Regions from separate parts of the Zea mays genome. Here region 1 is linked to region 2. A link is a contact called in public Hi-C data. All regions are on one chromosome and are shown on one strand. Each heading gives the region's core, a stretch centred on a gene start, on an enhancer-like site or on the middle of the called end of the contact. The rest is flanking DNA. Distances are from core to core; before and after follow the strand shown.

Region 1 (3,564 bases), core at 57-2,556, 360 kb before region 2:
TACCTTAGGTTCGAGGCGATAGGGAAATGGCCTTATCCATTTTCTCTAATTGATTTTGGTGCTTGATGACAATCACAACCTTATGAACTAACTAGTTTGCTAAGTTACAAATTCATGTACTCAGAAAACGCTTCAAGAAAGATCAACCCTCAAAATAGCGCATCATGGACTGATAGACCTCTTTTTGGAAATATCACTTGTGCCCGGACCGTCCGTGACACCTCGATGCATTTCGGACAGGAACTATGCCAAAAGCACATTTCCACAACGGACCGTCTGGAAGATAAGTGAAGACCGATTGGCGCCATGTGCGGTCCGTCCGGCCTCAGGCGCGGACCGTTCGCCTGTTGAAAACCATAAAAACCCGAAGGTGCCAGGTTCTGTAAAATGTATGCCAAAAGCACATTTACAGAAATGTTCGGTGGCTTCTTTAGTTGAAAGATTCATCCCTTTCTGGCCCGTCGCGGTTACTAGCATGTCGTCGTGCTGCTGCTTGTCTTTCTTCTTTCTCTTCTCAAGCTGCCTGTTGGTTCCACCATCGGGCTCTTTTGTCATGTTTGGCTCTCTGCTTGTGGTGGTCGAGGATTGCCTCATCGCATTTTCCCCTGACGTGTGACTAGTTGTGATATCCAAGAGTTTTTTGTGGTTCGTGTCCTTTTATGCCCCAACTTGTGTACTAGAGTCTCACTCCTGGTTCCTAAAATGAATGCGCTGATAACATCAACATCGGTGAGGTTAGTCAACTCATTGCACTATCGCGAGAAGCGTCAGATGTAATCCCTCAAGGTATCATTCGGCTTCTGCCGGTAGTTCTTGAGGTCCCACAGGTTGCCTGGTCGTACATACGTGCCTTGGAAATTTCTGACAAAAAGTTCCTCAAGGTCGACCCAACTCTGGATACATCCGGGCGGGCCTCAGATTCTCCAACCGCGCTCGAGCCAAGTCCACCAAGTATAGGGGAGGTTCTAGATTACAAATTCATTATGGTTTGCCCTCCCGCTTGGCAAACTAGCCGGTAATCCCCCAGCCATAGGCTAGGATTCGATTCTCCCGAGTACTTCGGCGATGTTTGTGGGTGCCCTCTACCGTTGCGGCACTGGCGCCTGGAGGATGTGGCGGCCAAAATCTTAAGGGACCAACAGAGGCGAGCTTAAACTTTGGTCCTCATTAGGGTCAAAGCGCCCTCTATGGCGCTGGTTGTACCGACGACCGATGCCCGGTCCTTCGGGCCCTCTACCTTGAGGCCCTGGGTCAGGAACGCTCCGCACGTTCCTGCCTGACCTTAGGCCCTGATAGGGGTGGGACCCGTGTCACGCCTCCCTCATCATACTCGAGTAGCTGACCCGATAAAGCGTTGTTTCCCAACAGTGTGAACGTGGTACACTGGTCGACCTCTGGCTCTCGTCATCGTGACTTGGAGCTCTTGACCTGCTATTGCACAGCGAGGCCAAGGAGTCCCCGGATCTCATGTTGAGTCCTTCATTCGCCCGGTGTCTCATCTTCGAGGAGCCTATAGAGGAGTGTCGCGGGGACCGCGATGTTGTGGCTTGCTCAAGGGAACCATGGTGGTCCACTTTCATCATGGATTATGCAGTGACAGATGTTTGGCATTGTAGCGCGTGCTCGTCTACCATCTTGTCATGGTTGGGCCGACTGCTACCGTGGCGTCCCTTGATTGCCGGACAAGAGGTACCGGCTACTCTGGGAAGGACTCGGTCCCGGTGGTATCCTTTAGTGAGGTAGATCGAGTCGAGGCGGGCAAACGTTGTCGCGCGCATCGTGACACAGGTGGGGGTTCCCTTTGGACTTCCCGCGAATGGAGAGCGTTTCTCCGGAATGCTAGCTACAAAGCACTCCTGAGCTGGGTAATGACTTGCTCCACTGGATGAGGAGTTATGTCCGTATTTTGATCTCTACAAGTAGAGGTCATGGAATGAATCCCTAATAGGTTTATCATTCCTACGAACTTAACATGGGAGGGTCCTATCATGCACCTCTGTCTATCATTCTACTGAGGGGGCTGAGCTGGAGGCCTCCGAAGCCTCTAGCGATGTCAACCAAACCCTTCATCGAGGGGGATTGGGCTTTTGGGGCCCTAATCATTTTCCCTCGCTATCGACGACAAAGTCGAGGCTTCCAAAACGGATTGTCGTTCCGGGGGCCCAAACGGCGTCGTGGCTAGCCATTCGAATCTTAGTGGAGATGGCATTGAGAACGAGCAAGGCCTCTATATGGCGTGCCAACTGTCGGTGTTTCAAACTAGCTCAAACAAGTAAATTTGTTTTATGTGTTCTAGATCCGAATGGTGTGCCCATTGGGTGCATGATTTATATTGGTTCGAGCAAAACGTCCCTACATCCAGTCTTCCATGGCTTGCGGTACTGACACTTTGTTGCCCAATGCTCGTAGTAGGGGTTACAAGCCAGCGAGAGAGGGAGGAGCTCCCAAGTCTCTTATGCATAGTAGGATGTAAGGACTACGAATTTGGTGTTCACTGCCTAGCTAAGCCTTGGGCATCGTTGCGGTGTGCTCTTCGGCTTTGCCTCCGTTGTCCTTTTTCTCCTCTTCTCAGTCGACCCTCCCCCTTTTATAGACCAAGGAGGGAGTTGGTTAAAGGTAGCTTTTCATGGAAGGAATCACTGCGTTGTGGTAGAACGAAGCGTTCTAGCCTGGTAAAATCATGATTGTTGTTACGTGCCTTGATCATCTAAGCTTCTCTGGCCAGGCTCTTTAAGTCTGGCTGCGCGAGGGCGGCGAGGAGCTCTTGCATCATTATTACTCTCTCTGTTCCATGCTGATTTCTAGCCTTTGTAGCCTAAGTCTCGGCGTGGCTTGTTGTGTTGCGGGACCCTGTAGATTGCCAGGGCACTCAGGCCTAGGCTCGATAGGTCATGAATAGGTTGTTGGTGCCGATCTGGGTAGCGCCAATCACTAGGGGTGTACCGCCTGGCGGGGCCCTCTACGGTGGCGCGGACGGTCTACGGCTCTGGGCCGGACGGTCCACGGTCTGGGCGCCGGAGCGGCGCCTTCCCTGCGTTTCCCCGGACGGTCCGCGGCCTGGGCGCAGGAGCGGCGCCTTCCCTGCGTCGCCCCGGACGGTGGTCCGCGATGGCACAGGGTCGTCTTCCTTCTCCGCGCTGGGACCTAGATCTCGTCCCCTAGGGGAAGAGATCTTAGGGCGCCCTGGGTCGATAGATCACCCAGGGAGTCCCTAGACGACGTGGAGCCGCATAGGAATTAAGAGATCAATTCAAGGAAGAGGCCTTGATTGGACAACTAGATCTTGCCCCCCGGGGATGGGTAAGATCCTAGGGTCCTCTTGGGGTCGGCAGGCCACCCAAGACGGATCTAGACGACGTAGAGTCGAATAGGGGTGGAGGTGGATATGCGGAAGGCTACAACTAGAACTATCCTACATCTACTCCTAGGGCAGGAAAGGTAAATAAAGTAGATAGTTTCGATTGGAATATGTTCAGTGGTTCTCAATCGGCCGTACTCCTTCATAAATATAGGGAGAGGTCTGGACCCGTTCCTAGGCGATAGCTAATAAAAACCCCACGTGAT
Region 2 (3,722 bases), core at 730-3,229:
ACAATAGTTTTATGATGGTTTCATGCACATTTAATAGTGTGTCACAACACTATTTTAGATGACATGACATAGAATTTAAGATAAATGAGTTTCATGGGATGAAATTGGTTTCATGGGGATGAAACCATGTCAACCCGTTTCCAAGGTCTTGGAAATCGTGTGAAACCTCCATTGAGAGTAATTTGTTTCATCTTCATATATTTTACTGATTTCTATTGGTTGTTTAGTTGCAACATTTAATTGGTATGTTAGTCTATAAAATAATGAAGTGAAATTTTGCATTGAGAAACATTGTTTTATTCTTAGTTTCATGACACTCTTCATGATGTGGCAGTGTTGGAAAGAGTGTTATGAAATGTCCATTGTGATTTGCCTTACATGTACACCTATACAGCTAGTTGGTCGGCCGTTTTTCTAGGACTGGGCAAAAGAAACCGACACCGAAAACCGAACTCAAAACACTCAAAACCGAGACCGAATAGAACGATATTTCAGGACTCGGTTTTTATTTCGGGTATATGTTCAAAAAAACCGAATTAAATGTAAAAAATCGGTTTTTTTTATTTCGGTTAACCGAAAGGCCCGAACAGGCCCCAACACCAGCTGACACCAGGCGCCCAGCACTGGGCAACTAGCCAAGGCCCAAACCTGTCGTGCCGAGTGCCGAACTGCCGGCCTTACCTGGAGGTCCTGGACACTGTGCTACTGGAGACTGCAGTATTGTGTTAGGGTTGCAGCCTTGCAGGCAGTCCAGGACTCCAGGTCCGGTGGCCGCCGCCCGCCATTGTCTAGTGCCCAGTGCCGTCTGCGCCTCTGCCGTCTACCGTCGTCAGCTCGTCGCCCACTTTGGCACCGGCAGTCTGGCACTCCACGTCGCAGCCACCTTCCAATGCCATCCACTGTCTCTCACTCGCAGAGTTGCAGGCCGCAGGCCCGACGGCCGCCAGCCGGCCAGCCTGCCATGCCTCCCGGCTCTCACCTGGGCGAGTGGGCAGACGCAGACGCCTGCCACCGCGGCACCTCCTCCTGGCCATGCAGTGACGCAGAGCCACAGACACCGGTCACCGCCCGCCCGCCCGCCCGCCGGTCGCCGCCTCTGTTGGACTGTTACTCTGTGTCTCTGTCAGTGCTTCTGTGGTTTTGCTATATTAGAATCAGTGAATCACAGAATGCTGACCGGAGTTGTGCACTTGGGCTGATTGCTGAACGCACTTGTGCACTTGTGCTTATGCTTGTGCAGAATGGTGACCGGAGAGTTGTGGTATATTTGAGTCTGCCAGATTGAAGTTGTGCTGAACGCGTGTATCTCAGTATGTACAGATGTGCTGGACCGCCTGTGCATATGGACTGTATGTCTGTATTCTGTACTCCTGTATGTGTTGGACGCCTATATGGCAGATTGGCGGATGGTTGGTATAATTCGGGCAAACACGAAAACCTATTATCAATTTCAGTTACCCGAATATTCGGTTCTCAAATACCCAATGTCTATTTCGGTTCTCACTTGTTAAAACCCGAACTTTTAAAAACCAAAAAAATCCGACCCGAATTGTGGGGTAAAACCAAATGCCCAGCCTTGATTTTACTAGCACGCTTTTGAAGCCACTGGCGGATGAGGCTGGATCATCCACCCTCTTAACCAAAATCACGGATAGCTTAACGATTAATGAATATTTGTCAAGCCACTAGTTTTTATCTATTAATATGTAAGAATCAGAAGCTAGTAAAAAAATATCTATACTATTATATAATCTATTAGTTTAAACTTTATAAAACCCACCCAAACAAATCACCTCCACACTCATAAGCTCTACTAAAATTACCAAACAAATTGCACATATGTTTGACACACCATCAAAACCAAGAGTTCACATTATTGCTGAATAGACAATATTATTTGGATAATTCCTCATCTCACTCCCGTGACCCAACCTCTCCCTCTCATGTGTCCCCACCGTCCTCTCTCCCTCACGCTTGCCACCGCGGCCACAGCTAACCCCTCCTCTCCCCTCCTTACGATCGTAGCGTGGGCTATATGCTAACAGATATTAGTTTATTTCTGTTGATATAAAACTATTTTTTGTCGTGCCATTGTTGACGAAAATCATTCAGCTGATACGACGAAAACTATAGGCATTTTTGCATGGTGCATCAATGCAACCGGCCGGCATCCGTCCAAGTCCAAACTAGCGGCCTCGTCCGCGACGCATGCTGTGCTGCTGGCTGCTAGTGCGGCCGCCTCTCACTACCACAAACATAAACAGTGAGAAAGAGAGAGCTCAATATTCTTCCCCGATCCAATCAGCCAAGTTGGACCTCGACCACTGCTCCCCCTCTGGTCGGTAACACCGCGCGCAGCGGGTCGGCCGGCGTCTGGCTCCTTTTGCCGCAATGCGCTAGACTGGTGCGATACCCAGTTGTGGAGCAGAAACTCACATGCGGCAGTCTCGGCACGCCACATGCGATGCGCTGCGATGCGATGCGAGCATAGTGGCCACTGCTGAGTGCTGACTCCTGTCGCTGGCGGTGGCGGGTGCTCGCCAGCGACGCCCGCGCGGTCGCGGCGCGGAGAGGGGTGTCTCTGTGCGTCCCATGTTCGACGTCCCGTCCGCAGAGGCAGCGCGACGTGCGCCAGTCAGACAGCGGCTCCGGTGCGACCGTGCGGCGGCATTGATCTGCGCCACAGCTTTAGGACGGATTGTCCGGTCAGGTTGGGATATTTTGCCGGACTCTCTGCTATTGCATTTGACCTTATTTTAAAGAGACACAACTGTTACAAGTTTCCAGTGGAACACGAAGGTAACATCTTCTCTCTTTCTCTCTCTCCATTGTTTCTGTCATGGCACGATATTGTATTTCTATTTTTCCAGTCTCCTGTTGATCCTAGATAATGTAACTTAGACGGCAATTTTTGTTTGTTAATTTAGCGGCGCCTTTTCTAAATAATACTCTCTCCCTTCTTTTCATGTTTTAGTTTAAAAATAAACCAACGGACGACAAATTTTCGAGAACGGAAGTAATAATCATTTAGATGCAAAAGTAGGGCTCTATCTATTGAATTAATGTGGGTCTTACCCATATTAATATTAATAATAAACAATGTTAGATGTCCACTTTAATGCTACGGTTTACTAGTACTTTAGTACCATACCGAAAGTTTAATGAACAATTTAATCAACTTAAATAGGTGGACCGTCGGTGCATCTATTGAAAAAATGAGAAAAGGGTGAAGAACTGCCACACGCGCACGCCGCCGGCCGGGCAGGGCCATGGTCGTGGTAGATCGGACCTTGGTCCGAATATTCATTCCTAACAGTAATGGGTGTCAGCTAGTAACGAACGTCATTGATGTGTGTAACGGTAGCTCTGATGGCAACCGTTACTGTCTATTGGCCTCGTTGGCCTCCCTCTGCGCCTGTATATATACGAGTAGGGGAGGCTGCTTCTGGGTTGACAGCACAGTACGCACGTACAGTCTCAGACGCGTTGCACAAAGCCATTCCCGTCCCACCTTCTGCGAGCATAGACAGTGTGGGAGAGCAGGCCTCCAAAATCGCCGTCCGCTGAAAGACACTTGCACGGGTGTGCCGGCGATCAGGTTTTTGGGGAGCGTACTCGCGACTACTCGCTTCTTTCGCTCGACCAACGCTGATCAAGTTCCTCGTCGTCGGCGCCGTTCGAGGGACTACACTGCGTACATCTGCCTGTATGGACTGCGTACG

The links. A called contact is a pair of places that touch in the nucleus more often than the background predicts.
Region 1: a contact with region 2 is called in a Hi-C map of ear, with 2.7 times the contacts expected there. The contact joins two enhancer-like sites. A contact is called at or near these places in 2 of 25 Hi-C or Micro-C datasets (ear and tassel).

The regions. Positions count from the first base shown.
Region 1 is chr9:72,827,738-72,831,301 of Zm-B73-REFERENCE-NAM-5.0, reverse strand. No RefSeq gene overlaps it. Among protein-coding and RNA genes, the nearest start is that of LOC109942545, 44 kb to the right of the region's middle. Within about 2 kb of position 1,306, at least 17 of the 20 cell types and tissues checked have an H3K27ac peak or open chromatin away from gene starts, as enhancers often do. A contact at or near this core is called in ear and tassel, where this site is marked.
Region 2 is chr9:72,464,953-72,468,674 of Zm-B73-REFERENCE-NAM-5.0, reverse strand. No RefSeq gene overlaps it. Among protein-coding and RNA genes, the nearest start is that of LOC103638469, 21 kb to the right of the region's middle. Within about 2 kb of position 1,979, at least 17 of the 20 cell types and tissues checked have an H3K27ac peak or open chromatin away from gene starts, as enhancers often do. A contact at or near this core is called in ear and tassel, where this site is marked.